Linked DNA regions of Mus musculus: all the other regions are linked to region 3. A link is a contact called in public promoter capture Hi-C data. All regions are on one chromosome and are shown on one strand. Each heading gives the region's core, a stretch centred on a gene start, on an enhancer-like site or on the middle of the called end of the contact. The rest is flanking DNA. Distances are from core to core; before and after follow the strand shown. Region 1 overlaps 1700030F04Rik (RIKEN cDNA 1700030F04 gene). Region 2 has its middle 6.9 kb from the start of Gm36788. Region 3 has its middle 110 kb from the start of Cxcl12.

Region 1 (2,700 bases), core at 191-2,690, 440 kb after region 3:
AATAAAGGAAAATATTTAATTAGAGCTGGCTCATAGTTTCAGAGGTTCAGACCATCATCATCAGGGCAGGAAGCATGGCAGCATGCAGGCAGACATGGTGCTGGAGGAGCTGAGAGTTCTACATCTTGGTCCACAGGCAGGCAGAAGGAGGCTGTAACTGTGTGCAGCTTCAGCATAGGCGACCTCAGAGCATGCCTCCAACAAGGCTAAACCTCCTAATAGTGTCACTCCCCATCCAAGCATTTAAACATGTAAGTCTATGGGGACCATACCTATTCAAACCACCACAAGTACCAGCCTGGTACCTGATCCTTAGTGTCATTAACTGGGGCAGGGACCTCAGTCAGACCTGATCTTTATCCATATTTGGGTTGTAGGGCCAGGAGAGTGGCTATAATGCCTAAATTAAGGCCTTGACATTTCCCGAAGAGCCAGTGTCGACACAGTGAAGGGGACTGAGGGGCTTCCCTGTCCGTTCTGCATCTGAAGGAGCTAAGACTTTCATGTTCCATCTGTACATAGACCTGCAACCCGGCATCCATGCTGTCTTTGTCAACAGGACCTGAATCATCCACACAGCCACAGAAAGGTGGCCATGGCATGCAGCCTGGGCTTTCCCAAAAAGGCTTCAGCTCCATGGCCCCAAGGCCAAGGCTTCAGTCCAGGGCAACAGCCTCACCAGGGCTGCAGTACAAATCCTTCTCAGTGGCTAGAGGCATCTGGCCAAGATGTCTTCTTTCATGACAGATGAAAAACTGTAAAGAAAAGTCTCGACATCTGGAAAACGGTGCCTTTGTTGTACAGTTAATAAGAGAAAGCCATGTGTTAAAACAAGATGGCTCTTGTCCGAACAATTTTGAATGAACTGCTCCAAGACGTGGATGAGCCAGGAGACAAACTCAGCAGGGAGACAGAGACTTCTGAATTCAGGGAAGTGCTTTCTCCACTTATATGTAAGTAAAAACATCATTTCACTTAGATAATTAAGGCTCAGAGCCTTTGTGCCAGGAGTACTCGCAGGAGTCCAGGTGCCTGGGTCCCATCCAGACCAATTAAACCAAACTCTGGGGAAGGGGATGTAAGGGGAGCAAAGAGCATGGGGAGCCTTGCAGGGGGGAGGGGATGGGTGGAAGCATGGAGGTATGGGAGCAGGCATCTGTTTATACTTCGGAGATCACTGATGCTACACTCACTAAGGTTGGAACTTTTTCCACTGAGCTTACATTACTATAACAGTCTTCCTTCTGTGACTCCAGGCACAGGGTCCTCTCCATACCCAGGGCATCCAGGAGGCTGAACCTGGCCATAGAGACCCAGTTGTAAATGCATTTCTCCTCTGGATCCTTAAGTCCAAGGCTGGCAGCAGAGGTATGGATGCTGGTCACAGGATCCCTCCATCCCAGGTCTGGAGATTCTCCAACCTTATTACTCAGTGTACATGTGAGTGATGACCTGCCAGGCAGCTAGATGCCCTGGCCGAGATGGTGGCCTGGTCAGTGTCAGGCAAGAGAACTGAGTTAACTGGGACAAAGCTCTGGATGTGAACCCAACCGAGGAATGAAACAGTCTTCCTGCAGCCACTAATGGATGAAGAACGCCCTGGCTGTAAGTCCAGAGCCACTTTCACAGGACGGTTTCTTTTGCCTGGGGCAGCATCCTCTAGCACAGCTTCCTAATGTGTAAAACGGGATGTTCTCCTTGAAGAGGATTATAAGAAAGTGAGTGTGCAGACAATGGGCAACATCATGTAGCATATCCTAAGATGATACAGATGTGCAGAGGATAATTACAAGCATACTTGAAGAAACATTGAGTCATACTTTGAACTGATGGCCAGTCAAATGACTTCCCTGGTACTCCTTCCTGTCCATCAAAACTAAACAGATAGTTCCGGCAGAGAGCGCAGCGAGCTCGGGAGTGTGGCCTTCTTCGCCCCGGGCCCCTCACGGCCTCGGCCCGCTCCGGGTGAGCCCGAGGGGCCCGGGAGCAGCCTCGGTCCCTACTCTGCGGACGCCAGGAGCCCTCGCCCTCGAGGCAGCCACCGGCTAGGCCACGCGGCCATTCCGCAGCGACTCTTGCCCTGCCAACGATGCGCCTGCATGGCGGCGGCCTCCCCGACTCCACCGGCGCCCTCTCTCCAGGGCCGGGCCCACCGAGGAGTCCCAGCCAGGCCTTCGAGGACGCCTCGAAAGTGGCGGCGAGCGTGGCATGACGGGAAGAATGGCATCCACCTGAAGGCCAAGGCTGGGCCTTCGGGGCTTCTGCGGCCTAAGGCGGCGGGTCTGAGCAAGAACACTCTGCCATCGCCGGCTCGGGACGGGAGGCCCACCCGTGGCCGAGCACGCAGACCTGGATGAACCGAGGCCTCGATGGGCCTGGACGAAGGTGAGCGGGGCCCCGAATCACGGCGAGAGGAACGATCGATTCTTGGGCCGCGGGTCTTCCCTCCACCCGAGAGAAGCCGAGACGCGACAACCGCAGGCGGCCATTCGGAAACGCTGTCGCCGTAGAAGTCCTGTGTATATAATATGAAAAAGCTGCTCTCAACCTTTCCCCCGACCCTTTTTAGACTTCTGGCTAAATCTGGACGTCTAACTGTAGAGATTGCCGACACAGGGTAAAGGAGAGGTAGGAGATGACGTGAATACCCAGTCGCCATAAAAAGAAGATCGTGGACACGTCTTCTGCAAGTGATTTTGA
Region 2 (2,700 bases), core at 97-2,596, 510 kb before region 3:
CTGTTTTTGTATCCTTGCATATACCTCTGAGCTTGCTGTTGAGCTTCACTCTCATCCTGGCTACAGACAAGATGGCTCTATCTAGGTTCTGCCTGTATGAGTTCTTAGGGAATCAGTTCTCAACCTCTGGGTCGTGACCCACTTTCACAGTGACCCCATTCACAGGGGTCGCATATCAGATATTTACATCATGATCATAACAGTAGCACAATTATAGTTATGAAGTAACAACAACATGAGGAACTGTATTAAAGGGTTAGAGCATTAGGAAGGTTGAGAACCACCGCCTTAGGGGACCTGCGTTTTACTGTAACTACTAACGGCCTTGCCTGAAACGAGGGTTTCTGATGGTTCAGTGACCCTGCTAGTGGCCAGGACCTGCCCTGGCTTTCTGTGTCTCTTTCCCTCCAGTCCTCTCCAGTGGCTCTCCTGGTCATCTCCTCATTTGCATCTATGGATCGTTCTGGGGCTTACAGGAGCTTCTGCATCTCCAGTGCATGCAATGCTCCCTCTGTCCAGGTTCCTAGCCTGGGCTTAGGTGGGCGCTCTGACTTGCGCAGCCATATGCTTCCTCAGTCACACTTTCAAAGGCATGGCCTGGATCCTCTCCGGTCAGTGACGTGGATCAATCACGCGGCTCTTTGTCTGTGCTACTTTTCAAAACTTCTTTCGTCAGCAATTCATTTTCCCCCCTTTTGTTATTTCATATGGGCAGGTCCCGTTAACCTCATCTTGACTATTTCATCTAATTACAGTCTTACAGATAACAGGGGATGTTATTTTTCCTACTGTACAAAGAAGGAGCACTCCACTTGGGTAACTAATTCCTTAGGATCTAGGTCTGGAATGTCGAGGCACCGGTGAAGAACCGGGCTTTGGTCAACTTTTGAGCTAGGGCCGCAGGATCTGTGGCGGCAGCAGTGTCCACTAGGGGGCGGCAGAGGCCCGGCGTGCTCTGGTTCATCCTTGGGCTTTCCCTTTGCTTCCTCCCTCTAATGCTAATTCTTGCAAGTTCCTTACAACCCTGGCGACTTCTAAGCTTATCCCGGTTGCTCCACAGCTTTGCTTCTTGGACTGTGGGATGAGACACTCCTCACAGCTTTTCGTTGCAAGTAAACAGAGAACAGAAGTCACAGCAACTTGGAAATAAAGATGTGCAAAGACTGGCTGGATTTGGACGGTCACTAGTTTTCTGGCTGTCTTCTCTACAGTTTGGCTTTGTTTTCAGACTCTTTTCCCACTTAGTCAACCAGCTGCCTGCTGCTGTTCTAGCCTCACATCAAACAATGCAGAAAAAGTGAGATCTTCTTAGGCCACCCATAAGTCTTGGCTCTACTTGATGGGATCAAATGTGGGGTACACAGGTTTCCTCCAAACCCTGACAACAGCGGCCTACCGAAGCAAGGACTGGCTTGGGTCAAGTATGTTTCGCAGTCAATGTCTGTGCTAAACAGGCTGAGAGTCTGCACTTATCTCAAGCTAGTAAGAGCCGACCTTAGGAGCTGGGGTGCAGGCCAACCCCTTGAAAGCACACCAACGCATGCTGTAAGAGCAGCTGAGGCATGTTGGTAAGCATTTATAGATATTCATAATGGGAGAGTCCACAGGGCCAGGATCAGACCCAAGGCCCTAACAAGTGTTCTCTGTGTGAGCTGCTACCTAAGGGCTCCCTGCAGACTCAAAAGCAGCTCACAGCCACAGAGGGTTTGTAGCTCCTGCCCTGAGAAGCCAGTGAGGTGAGGGCTGGGATCTGACCTATTTATAGTCTGGTTCCTTTGCTGTCTCAGAATAGAGTAACCACCAGGCATAATGCTAAGATTGAGTAAGTATCTAAAGGTCTTCAGAGAACGCACTGCTTACTTAGAAGGGAGGAATGTCAGTAGATACAGCACGGAACTAAGAGAGCCTGTGGGAGCTACGCATGTACATGAGGCTAAAGGTGCACACAGTGACAGCATTTCCTTTAGCTTGTGGAGGCCAATCTGTGCCTTAGAGAGAGCATCTTCATGATTTGATGGATCAGGGAAATGAGCCATGGGAAGAAGGGATGGACCTGGCAGGAGTTGGAGGAAACGGGAACCAAATACCAGTAAACTTAGAAGTCCAGGGCTCATCACTTCCTTTGTCTCCAAAACACATATAGTTTGTTGATGTTACTTGATAGTTTCAAATCCTAACATCCTGAAATGGGATGTGGGGTGGAAAGCACAAACAAAACAAAACAATGAGCCACACCTGCCTCTGATGAAGGTGTTAGATACTCGGTCCCCAGGCACAGGCTGCAGAAGACAGCTGCGGGTGTCAGGTGTGTGCAGGAAAGCTATATCTCCCTCCACATTCCCCGTAACTTGTACACATTGAGTAGGGTTTCAAACCCGGCTGCCTTGGCAGTGAGATGGTTCTTTGGCTCCTCAGCACTCCAGATTTGTGACATCAGAAAGGTAGACTGGTTTTTCTGCTCTTGAAAAAAAAAGAAGGGTTGTTTCTCTAGCTGAGGGAGAGATAGACACATGGGTAGCTGGCATAAGTTTCTACGTTGGCAGGGTGATGAACTTAACAACTGGCTTCTCATGAGAACCCCTGCAGTGCAAATGCGCACCATCCACTACCTGCAGCGATCAGCTCTCCGTGTTTCTTCTGGGCATTGCCTTCTTCTTGGCGCAGCCTTTTATCAGGGACAAGGACTGACCCTCAAGGGGC
Region 3 (2,700 bases), core at 27-2,526:
GTCATTTCCTAAAAGGGAACTCTCACTTGCCTAACCTAAGTCTGTTTAGTTGACACCTGTAAATTAGCTCTGGATGTTAAAAGCATCAGCCTCTGGCCTCTCTGCCTTGGAATATCCACACGGCCCCAGGACATCCATTGCTGGAATGTGCTGGTTCAAAATGGGTCCACAAATTTCAGGAAATTCCTTTCAAATGGTAGATCCCTCCCGATAAATGTGGATAGACTTAGTATCACACTTTAGTCAGATTAAAGAAAGATGGAATAATGGGTTCAACCCTAGACAGAGAGGAACTGCTGTATACTGAATTGCCATGAGCTTACCCCAGACAACACTTAGGGATTATCTTACAGTTCTGAGAGCCAGAAATCTAGGCACCACATGACCGAGTCTCCTACCCAGAGAATTACAAAACTGAGAGCAAGGTGCTGGCTAGGACTGATCCCTCCCTCCTAGGGCTTGTGAGGCTGTGTCTAGCTTTGGGTCCTAGAGTTACAGACTGACAGCTTCAAGAACTCTCAGCTCTTAGAACCTGTTCTTGAGACCTTGAGAACCGAGCCCCATCCACGACATGAACTTTGTTTATTGAATTAGCGTTTCTACCTTCAAACTCTCTAACGTGTGTTAAAAGGCTGTCTACAAAATAGTATCTCCTGGAGTATACAGGGTTATCTTGGAATTCTGTCTGCCACAATAAGTCATCAGGATCGCCAGCTCTAGAGAAGACTAGCTGCCATACATGGAGGGTATCCAAGCATCCTTCTGCAGAGGCCCACACAGGTACCACCTTGTCCAGCTCTACCCAAAAGCCACACGAGAAGCTTCCTAAAAACAAGTTCTGTAGGCCCTGCTCAGTCTGCAGATGATCCAACCTCAGCTGCCATGCCTTCTGCGACCTCGGTATGGGCTCTGACCCATGGCCACTCAACCTAGCTGCTTCCAGGCCCCTAGCCCATAAAGTGCTATCACATATACTTACTGACTGGAAAAATGCAATGGTTTGAATACTAACTCATGCGCTGTCTGAAATTTTAGGAAATCAGTTGTTGACAGTGAGAAAATGCAGCATTGCAACATTCAAGAAAATTCCAACAGCATTGCTTTCTGCCTTCCTGGACTCAAAGACAGGGGGCTCATTTGGGCTTTTGTCACATTCTCAGTTATGCTGTGGTCACCACTGGCTCCTGTCCCTCTTCTGTGGGAGGTGACAAGCCACATTGCCAACTAACCAGCCCATTCCCTGGAGCCTTGCTGCTTCCTGGTTCATTCCAAAGTCTTCCCAGCATCTTCTCTGGTTCTGATTTGTCCTCAGCTGCCCACTGAGAGCTGAGCTTACCATCTGGCTAGCCTTCTGTGGCTGCCTTGCTTTTCTGCCACTGACTGTCCCTACTTGTGCTGTTGTTGTACATGGGATGTGACCTGAGACCAGCATGATGAGTGAGAAGAAAGGCAGGGACCTCCCATCCTCGGCTTGACTGCCGTGGCTTCATTTAAGCCATTTCACAGTAGGAAGGGAAACTCGTGATGCTAGGCTGTTTCCCCCTCCCAGAACTGTGAACCCAGCCCTAGATAACAAACCATAGCATCTCTGCATCCTCCCTCCTTTGTCAGTGCCACCCCCATTCCCTAGAAATTTCCAGATAGTGTGGAGAATCCCAAGAGCCCAAAGTGGCCAGATGCCTGGCGTGCACCCTGCTCCTAGAAGAATGAATGAACAAGACTTGGCTTCAGACCGTCCCTTCTTACCGCCTGATGGAAACTGGGAACAAAGGACCCTGTGAGCTCCCCCTCCACCGCGTACAGAGCAGGGAGAAGCTGTCTTTCTGAGCAGTAGCAGATCTGTGTGACATGCCACTCCAGACGAAACAAAGCTAGAGCCCATGGCTATTAATACTTCAGGCCAGTTCATCCTGAGCTGTCAGTGGCCACAAAGCACAAGGTAACACAGTCCAGCTCCCGAGCCAGCCTCGGCCTCTGTGAATAATTAGCGCTAAGTATGAGATGTGTGGCTGGATCTAATCTAACCCAAGCTCAATTATTTCACTCAACTGATTGGGTCCTGCCTGGAGCCTGTTCTTCCCGCCTTGGCAGGTGTGCAGCAAGCGCCAGGGACGCACTCCCTGTCCAAATGGGACCGTGTGTCTAGAAAGCAGCTACAGGAACCTCTGAGAAATTCGATCCTCCAGCTCCGGATTCACTTTCCTGCCCGCTTCTCACCTAATTCCCATTCCAGAAGCAGGATGCTGGGACACACACACACACACACACACACACACACACACACACACACAATTACAAGAATGATCACTAAAATAGGTTGGCAATTGATGCCCAAGCTTCATCCCTTGGCACTGACTGTATACACTCTTTCCCCATCTGCATCTTCTGAGGTCTCTCATTTTACAGTAATCTTGAGCCCTTTTTTAAACATTCCAAACACATCCCTCCATCTTCCTTTTGCCTCTTCAGGCTCTTCACTTTCCTCGGGCCACCTTGCAACCTGGGCTATAGAGTGTCTCTAGTCCTGAGCTTAGATCTTGAGGCCATGGAAGTCTCCTTAGAGCACATCTTGCCAGTGTCTATGTCCAGCCTGAGTCTCTGTGTGTAGTGTGCTGCCTCCTCCTTTGGGCACTACTGAGCATACCTCTTCTTTCTGGGAGCAGAGCCTAAGCAACCCCAGGTTCTCAGGGTTCAGGGCCC

What was found. Promoter capture Hi-C pulls out the DNA fragments that hold promoters and counts their contacts.
Region 1: a promoter capture Hi-C map of cranial neural crest shows a contact between it and region 3. The contact joins two enhancer-like sites. A contact is called at or near these places in 1 of 39 promoter capture datasets (cranial neural crest) and 1 of 9 other capture datasets (embryonic trunk).
Region 2: a promoter capture Hi-C map of the 3T3-L1 cell line shows a contact between it and region 3, with 6 times the contacts expected there. The contact joins two enhancer-like sites. A contact is called at or near these places in 2 of 39 promoter capture datasets (the 3T3-L1 cell line and cranial neural crest), 1 of 484 Hi-C or Micro-C datasets (cerebral cortex) and 1 of 115 datasets of contacts at active chromatin or transcription factors (embryonic stem cells).

The regions. Positions count from the first base shown.
Region 1 is chr6:117,714,456-117,717,155 of GRCm38.p6, forward strand. The region is part of intron 2 of 1700030F04Rik (RIKEN cDNA 1700030F04 gene); the gene reads right to left. Among named protein-coding and RNA genes, the nearest start is that of 1700030F04Rik, 36 kb to the right of the region's middle. Within about 2 kb of position 1,441, at least 5 of the 459 cell types and tissues checked have an H3K27ac peak or open chromatin away from gene starts, as enhancers often do.
Region 2 is chr6:116,766,970-116,769,669 of GRCm38.p6, forward strand. No RefSeq gene overlaps it. Among named protein-coding and RNA genes, the nearest start is that of Gm36788, 6.9 kb to the right of the region's middle. Within about 2 kb of position 1,347, at least 14 of the 459 cell types and tissues checked have an H3K27ac peak or open chromatin away from gene starts, as enhancers often do.
Region 3 is chr6:117,278,230-117,280,929 of GRCm38.p6, forward strand. No RefSeq gene overlaps it. Among named protein-coding and RNA genes, the nearest start is that of Cxcl12, 110 kb to the left of the region's middle. RefSeq lists an enhancer at 980-2,180. Within about 2 kb of position 1,277, at least 33 of the 459 cell types and tissues checked have an H3K27ac peak or open chromatin away from gene starts, as enhancers often do.